Linked DNA regions of Mus musculus: region 1 is linked to region 2. The links are chromatin contacts, called in public HiChIP or PLAC-seq maps. All regions are on one chromosome and are shown on one strand. The core of a region is the stretch at or near the end of the contact, and the rest is flanking DNA. Distances in the headings are between cores, read along the strand shown. Region 1 overlaps Nr5a2 (nuclear receptor subfamily 5, group A, member 2). Region 2 overlaps Nr5a2 (nuclear receptor subfamily 5, group A, member 2).

What was found. HiChIP or PLAC-seq counts read pairs in DNA pulled down with a chosen protein or histone mark.
Region 1: a contact with region 2 is called in an H3K27ac HiChIP or PLAC-seq map of hepatocytes, with 1.9 times the contacts expected there. The contact joins two enhancer-like sites. A contact is called at or near these places in 2 of 484 Hi-C or Micro-C datasets (Sertoli cells and olfactory sensory neurons), 7 of 115 datasets of contacts at active chromatin or transcription factors (embryonic stem cells, fetal liver, hepatocytes and 2 more) and 4 of 9 other capture datasets (adipose tissue, embryonic stem cells, liver and 1 more).

What each region holds. Positions count from the first base shown.
Region 1 is chr1:136,944,001-136,948,445 of GRCm38.p6, forward strand. It overlaps Nr5a2 (nuclear receptor subfamily 5, group A, member 2), which reads right to left. Exons shown (of 9, transcript NM_030676.3): 4 at 959-1,077. Among named protein-coding and RNA genes, the nearest start is that of Nr5a2, 14 kb to the right of the region's middle. Within about 2 kb of position 2,156, at least 5 of the 459 cell types and tissues checked have an H3K27ac peak or open chromatin away from gene starts, as enhancers often do. A contact at or near this core is called in hepatocytes, where this site is marked.
Region 2 is chr1:136,873,219-136,877,085 of GRCm38.p6, forward strand. All of the region lies in intron 8 of Nr5a2 (nuclear receptor subfamily 5, group A, member 2), which reads right to left. Among named protein-coding and RNA genes, the nearest start is that of Nr5a2, 85 kb to the right of the region's middle. Within about 2 kb of position 1,978, at least 2 of the 459 cell types and tissues checked have an H3K27ac peak or open chromatin away from gene starts, as enhancers often do. A contact at or near this core is called in hepatocytes, where this site is marked.

The sequences.
Region 1 (4,445 bases), core at 906-3,405, 71 kb after region 2:
CAGGGATGTGTGTGTGAGCATAAGCCACGAAGCTGGACCGCAGCATAGCCTGTGCCTGTTTACACTTAAGGGGCTGGTCAGGCCTGGTGTCTGGCTTTTGAATGAGGAACTCCTCTACTCTCTACTAAGATGGTATCCTTGCTTATTTGAGCGAGCACACAAAAACAACCTTAATTTGTTATGGAAAACAAAGCGGGATTTCCTAGCAAAGGTTTAAATAAATGCATTGAGTCTCTACTTTAAAGAAGATGTTGGGGAAAGATTAGAGGAAATTGAATTCATGGGGACTATTTAAAAAAATATAAAACCTCTGACAAATGCTTATGGTCTTGACAAGATTATTAACAATAAGAGACATTAAACATACTCAAATTCCTCCTGCTTTTAAATAAGTCATATGATACACTAATAAAAATTGTTCAATTAGAAACTAAAATCTGGTTTCTTGATACCTTGATTAAAAAAAAATCTTTTAAAATTATTTTCAGAATCCATCAGGATGAAATCATGCAGTTGGGAAATCAGACCTTCATGTCTTCTGGACTAAAGAAAAATGTTCCAACTTGCAGCACAGATTCCTCTCAAATTAAAACACACTTGGGTTGTACTCTGTCCTGTTTCCTTTTAACAAGGATGCTTTAAATATATATAAGTCAAGCAAAATCAATATTTAGGACTGTTAGAATGTCCCCCTATAGATACAGCACCGCACCACAATAAACTACTTTAAAGCCACCAGTCTGACAGTTTTCTACAGCATAGGCACCTACCTGCCTTTGGAACTAAATCAGACATACTGTAAGTCCTAGTCGCTCTATGACACTTCCCCCACCTCACCCCACCCCACTCTTTCCAGTTGAAAAAAGAAAGAAAGAAACAAACAGGTTTAACTTTGAAGAGTTTCCATGGGTTTGGTCAAACCGTTCTATCTTTTTTAGGTAGCACAGAAAAGGCAAACCTTGCAGCTTTCGCACGTGAGGAGACCGTAATGGTACCCAGACACTTTATCGCCACACACAGGACATAGCTCTTCCAGATCTTCATCATAGGAGTAATTCACCATTTTAAATTGAGACACTGAAATAAAAAAAAAAAAGAGAAACATGAACACATGCCCTATTAATTTCCCAATATAGGTTTTAATGCTGCTGCACTGAAAAGCATTGCTGATGTGGTTGGTGGCCAGATATCAGATAAAATATAAAATAATGTTTACTCAAGTGGTATTGAAGAGGAGTACTTTTAAACATGAGGAGAGCATCTTTGTGCATCAATAAACATGTGCTTTATTATTTTTCAGTTTCCAACTTTTTTTTTTTTGGTTAACATTTTAAAGTGACCACTGTTAACCAAAAACCAACAGATCAGAAAGGAAACATGAACCATACAAATGTTAACCTCAAATGTCTTTTAAACCTCTCTCTACTGTTCTCAAATGTCGCCTTTGCCTAATGAATGGGGCAAAATTTGGAGGCTGTAAGGGACTGGCACACTCCTACAGTGACTTGCTGTATGTAAGTACACCTCCCTTTGCTAGGCTTAGCAATGCTAATTTGCGCATTGTCGCTTTTGCAGAGCAATGAAGCTGCAGAAACTTGCTTCTCAGAAGCAACTTTAACAACAGCCTGTGGCTCTCAGGGTTCAAGTCTGTTAGATTAATCAAAACATTCAGTTCCGCATTGACTGTAGGTCTGTTCTGACCACTTTCATCTCCTCACGTTTGAAAATGCCCTGTGAAAATAAAAACAAGGAAGAGGAGAGGACACCCGGAAGCGGGGCAGAAACAAGCAAGGAAAAGAAACAGGAGGGTTTAGCAGAGTTCTAGAGCTTTGTTTGTAATGAACTTCACAAGCTTCAATAAGGAGAAGCGTTGCAAAGTATAAACACCTCCGAGATTGCGGGAGGAACAAAAATCAGACCATGGTATCCTGACTCCCTATGACTAGGGACATTAACGCCCTAGTCTTTGCAGCCAAAAAGATAAACTGTGCACAGAAAGGTTAGTTAGTGGCCCACAGACCCCTAGGCACTACCAGATGAGACTGAAAACCCAGTTCAGGAGGCAGAGCAGGGATGGGCCAGCATCTAGGCAAGGGGCAGATCTGTACAACCAGCCACTACCGGGACTCCCCGCACCCTCTTCAAACCCTTTGTGCACCCGGCTCCGGCCCCCTTGCTCAACCCTTTGCTACCCAAAGACGCACAAACTCCAAAGAGAGTTTGCTTTAAGTTAATCAGTGGCATTGCAAGGGGCGGGGCGGGGGAGGGGTACCCACAGCCTGGCAGAAGTTTCCTCAGATTTGTTTACTAAAAAGAAAATGGAGAAACTGCCCCTACCCCAGAGCCAAAGTACTATGCCTCTTTATTACTAGGTGGTATCTTTATTCTTTTAAAATGAAGTTCATTTATTTCTGTCTTAAGGAAGTGTCTGTTCCCCGACACAGAGCCCTGGGCTGTAGCATAAGTTGGTCCGGGAGAGCAACAGTTTGCAAAGATCTCGGGTAGAGGCACCAGCAAAGAAAGGCATTCCCGGGGCTCAGTAACTCAGAAATAAGGGATGCTGAGCGCGCCTCTCTCCTGCGAAGCCAGCTCTTACCCCAACTGTTAGAGAGAAGCTGAGACACTCTAAAGAATCAGGACCTGAGGGTTTGGGAAAAGAAAAGCTTGGGGTTGGGGGAGTTTACGGAACTCTGAAAACTCTGACTTCTGTTTCCAGGTATGTTTCTGGGCTGAGAGGGGCTGTACTTTACTAGTTGTGTGTTCTCTTCTGTCTCCCTGTCTCCCCCCAAAAGTAATCTCTAACTTCACATTTAAGAGTATCAGATTGGCAATCACTTACATTCTCCGTGCCCTTCTCAGAGATTCCATATAGAAGGAAAGACGGAAGCCCATCTTCCGGTAAAATTCGGAGTCTAAGTGGGGAGAGGTGCATCTGGGAACCCTGAGAATTTTTTTGTTTGTTTGTTTACCCACAGGGCACCTGGGTCACCTAAATTAAGAGTTCAGAGAACCAAATCCACCATGGTTTGGAAATCCCTGTGCCCCTGGGAAAAGTGAGGGAACAACTGGGTCTTGTAAAGCTAGGTCCTCCGTTAATCCCCTTGAAGTTGGATGCTTCGCGCTGCCTGAGAATCCAGTAACGAATTTTCTTTCTGGGTTCCAGCACCCGTCAAAGTATGAGTGTGTCCCTGGTAAGGGACCCAACGGCGGCCGGCAGGCAGGCGCGCACTGTCCTTGCTGCAAACTACCGCAAAGCCGCGCCAGGCTTTTTCCCACGCTGCTTTAGAGCCCAGTGCAAAGAAGGGTCATATCTGCTAGCCCCCCAGCAATAAGGCAAGCTAGTGTCTTGGCTTGGGGGACAGGAGGCCAGAAAGGGCCCTCTAAATTTTACAAAGAAAATGTTACCAGGTTATTTCTCTCCAGTCCTCAGTACGCCGTGTTTCGCTCCACTGCGCTTTTTTGCCCCGGATCCCGCCACCCTAAAAGCCTGCATGGGGCAGGAAGTAGCAAAAAGCTGGTCCTTCTGCCGGGAGGAAACTTAGCGGAGCCAGAGGCCAGAGCCCAGAGCTCAGGAAGCAGGCCTGGGGCACTTATCAGGAATCCCAGGTGTATCTCTTCAAGCCAACAAGGCTTCCTCAGTAGCAGACACACAAAGTTAGTCTAAGGACTGAGGCCAAGGGAATTTCTACAACCCTACCCAAAGACTTGGAAAGACCCCAAGATCACCCAGGATATCTGACCCCACCCGCACGTCTGCTGTCCCCTTCCCTGAGCCTAAGGCGATCTTGGGTTTCCCGGCCAGAGCGCACAGCCTACCATTGAGTCCAAGAGCTCTGTTCTCAACACTTCTCTGACCCTTTCAAGTTCGTGCAAAAACGGCTGGCAGGAAGCTTTAAGGGGATCACAAGCCGGCTGGCCTCAGTATCCAGAAACTCCGATAGGGGTGAAGATAGAAAAACTTTTCCTAACATTTTTTTCACCTTGGCCCGTTGCTAAGATAAAGTTCTGAAGAGTTTAGAGTGTAAAAAATACAGGAGATGAGATTTGGTCTTTTTCTGATGTTACCAATCAAGAATAGGGACACAAATGGAATATCCACACTCTCGGCTCTGAGACCGAAAGGATAACAAGCTAACCCTGAGCACCCCAGCTCCTCATTCGGCACGATACTAGACGGGAATAGAGTTGGGGTGATTGGTGTTTAGTTATGCCAGCAGTTTTGAGTTGCCTTAAAAGACTGCCGGATCTGGCAAGGCTTTTGGGGGTGCTGGTGTAATCGAACACCACTAACAACACCAATCACCTTCCTGTGATTTTTCTCTACTCAGTCTTTTCCCCTCCACACGGGAGCATGTGAGTAAAAGCTCGAACCACCTAGAAATGGTGAGCAGAGAGGAATTCCACTTCTCAAAAGAAAGATTGTTCCACGGCGCCCTTAGCTTCCA
Region 2 (3,867 bases), core at 728-3,227:
ACATACAAAAAAATCACGCACACACAACACCTATTATACTGCATTTAATTAAGGCAGGCATCAGCTTTATGTACCATTATTTGCCTCTGCGAAATCTCTATGGTATAAATATTGAACTGTGGCATCTCGTGAATGCTAATCAATCCATTCTGAATTTCAAATGATTACATAAATTTTGGGAAGTGCTTATTTGCTGGCCTTCCCCCCTCAGCTGCAGACACCTCAGCAGGACAATAGTATGAAGACATGCACGGCCATTTGACAAGTGTCTAGTGAGTGTTTTACTAAATGAGAATATCACAAATGAAAGGGTAAAAAGCTGGGCCTGCATGCTAATTGTACAGTGAACCTTGGGACATTTCCTTGGCTTCTCTGACTTCATGAGCAACAATTTAAGCAATGCACTCGGGGAGAGATGTGAGATGAATAATATACAGTATCCTTGGACTCTGTAGGCCAGTCATCAGTGGCAGTTGTTTTGGACTGACTGTGTGGTATAATTTAGAGGAAGGCCTTGATACAGCAAACACCGGGCCAGCCTCAGAAAGGGCAGCAACCTACCACAGAATGGCAAGATTAAAGGACTTTTTGATGGGTTTCATCTTACTTTCCCAGTTCATCCTTGCCTCCTGAGTTGTGTGGGTCTGTTGGGAACTTAACCCTTCTAACCTAACACAGCCAGGACATAAGTTTGGATTTCACAAAACATGTAGCCTATCTTGATACTCAGGCATACTGTGCATAAGTAGGCATCTTCCTAGAGTTTTTAATCCCTTTCAAAGTGTGTGTGTGTGAATCAGTTCTTTCTCTCTACAATGTGCGTCCTGGGGACTTGAGACTTGGTGGCAGATGGGGCAAAACTTCTGGGTCAAAACCTCAACAAAGAATGACAACAGGACTAAGCTTGCCCTTTGAAGATCCACCTTCCCAGCAAATGGTCCCTTTCTTAGATTTATAAAGAAATCATTTTTGTGTTAGGACTGTAAAAACAGAGATTAGCCAATGGGGTCAAAATCCTCAGCCGGATTTGGAAGCCTCTTTCACCACCTGGATTTAGTGTTGCAAAAAAAGCAAAGTGGGGAGATTTGTTCTTTATTTTGTTTTTGTTTCTCTCCTTATATGGGGACACATAGCTTCATGACAACAAAGAAATGATCCACCCCCAAACTCGACAATGTGGGACCTCTTTCAGAGAGGTTTGCAAGAGAAGCCTACTCTTTCTTTTTGTAACTCCAGAGTATTTCCATGTGTCAAAGATGGCAGGAGCATGCTACCAATGCTAAGTGAGGGAGAACCAAGACCCCACTGTGGACCCTACACATCTCTCCTGGGTCCTTGCAACACGGGAAGAGCTGGCATGAGCTGGTACTAAGCACAGCCCAGACCAGAAAAATGCTTCCCCTCCCAAGAAGGCAACCCATGACTGGCCAGTCACCAGGCAGCCGGCCGGGCTCTTTCCTCTCTGCAGGAGAAAACCCTCCTATGTCTTGATGACACTTGGGATTGAATTAGCACGTGGCATTGCAGTTGAGGCCACCAGTGTATACCTGACATTGCCCAAGAGGAGCCCTGTCTATGGCACCAACCGCTGAGCAGACAGGATTGAGACCCTGTAGATGGTGAAGTCTTTCTTCTCACATAAGAGCTATTGCCAGCCTTGGATGTATTCATAAATAAGTTTCCCTACTGGTGCTAAAGAGGCATCCTGGCTTAACCACAAGTACCCCCAGACAAGTAGAAAGGAGTTCTGATTGATGGGCCATGGTTTCTTGTGTGTGAAATGATGGGAAACTTTTTAAACCACACTTAATGGTCATAGGTTTCCTCTTCGCTAAGTCCCTGCTGTGTCTGATTGAGATAGGAGATTAACAGTTAATAATTATTAGATTAAATTGGCATGTACATCCCTCAGCAGTGACACACACATTTCTGTCTAGGAAGGTTGTACAGGATTCTTTGACTCTTGCACAAAATCCCTGACTGGCTTGGGCTCAAGAGGCCAGCACGGTGATTCACTGCCTACAGAAAGCTAGCTCTCAGTGCCCTTCAGTGGGCCCTGCTATCAAGGATACGGATTGCACTGAGACAGGGAAAGTGAGCCAAGCAAAAAGGTCTTTATCAAAGTGGAAGAAGCATCAGTGGCTGAAACTCCAACAAGGAACAAAACCCATACACATCAGGAACTGAAGACTACTGGAAACTAACCAAAGGATAAATCATACACGCCGTTCAGACAGTCGAGACGTGGGACTGTATTTACTAATACAAAGTCAACAGCACGTTGCACGAGCACTGAAGTCAGGATCCACAGCTTCAGTCACCGTAGTCTTTTCCCAAAGGGCTCTATTCATCTGCATCTGAGAGGTGTGTGTGCCTGTGTACATGTGTAAGTAAAACATCGGCTTTACTTGGGGGTGGGGTTGGGTGTTAAGTGAGCCCTGGCTATCCTGGAATTCACTATGTAGACCAGGCAGGCCTTGCACTCAGTGATCCACCTACTTCTGCCTCCCAAGACCTGAGATTAATGTTGTGCTCCACCATGCTGGGGCAACTTGTTTTCCTTTGTGTCTTACTGGAAATGAAGCTCGGGATTTCATGAGTGCTGGGGGAGTCCTGTACCATGAAGCTCCATTCCCGACACTTGCTTGGTTTTACTATTATTGCTGTTGTTGCTGTTGCTATTGCTACTTGATATCCAGTCTTGTGTATCCCAAGCAGTTATGGAACTCACTGTGTAGTTCAGGGTGGCCTTGAACTTCTGATTCTCCTGTCTCTACTTTCACGTGATATCCAGCTTCCTGGGTAAGCAAGCTACGGCTCGGCTACATTCCTGGCCCTTAAAAAGGATTTCGTTTTAAATTGAGACAGAATCTCATTAACTTCCTCAGGCTGGCTTAGAACTTAAATTTATAGGCCAGGAACACCATGAATTTGAACCTCCTAAACAGCTAGCTGGGCTTATGGGCTGGCAAGACCACCCCTGGCTTACTTTGGGATTTTTACAACTAGTTATGAGCAGAAGCAGAGAATGGTCATCAAATGGTTTCCTTAAAACAGCTTATCAGCTGGGCAGTGGTGGCGCATACCTTAGTCCCACCAGCACTCGGGTGGCAGAGGTAGGAGTTTGATGTTAGTGCTAAATTTAATTAAAATAGATCATCACACATATAATTAAGACCATTTATCTTCCAGATGGCTGCCAGAGGCTTCAAGAAAGTGTCAAGTCTTTCTTGGTGATGGTAAGCTGTAAGAGGGGTCAAATGCTCTCTGCAAGTGCACTGGAGCTCTGAGTTCCATAGTTCCAACAACAACTCTTACAATTTAGAAATCAACACTTATCTACACCCTCATGAACACATTGATCGTTGTCATTCCTTCGAGAATATAGTAGTTATTTATATAGAGTTTATACTGCATTGGTTTAATTAATCTCGAGATGATTTAAAGTATAAGAGCAGCTATAAACAGGTGTGTGAACACTCTGCTGCTTCAGAGACCTGGGCAGCTCCATTCAGGTTGTGGAATCTGAAGTGAAGGCAGGGGAGTATTGAAGTGGAACCAATGTCTACCCATAATACACAGCAACAGCTATTTAGGATCTGTGATAGCTACAGCAGACGTATGCTGAGCAAGTCCCTATTGATCTTAACCTTCTAGACCACCTTCTTCAATTACTCTACAAAGGTGCCTGAAACAGAGGGGCACTCACTGGCCCTGAGCTGAAGCTGTTGGCTTCAAATCTGGCTCCCATATTGTAAGGAAGATGTTAAGTTAGCTAGATACATCTTTAATCCCAGTACCTGGGAAGCAGAGGCAGGCAGATCTCTTAGTTCGAGACCAGCCTGGTCTGTGTAGCATGTTCCAGAA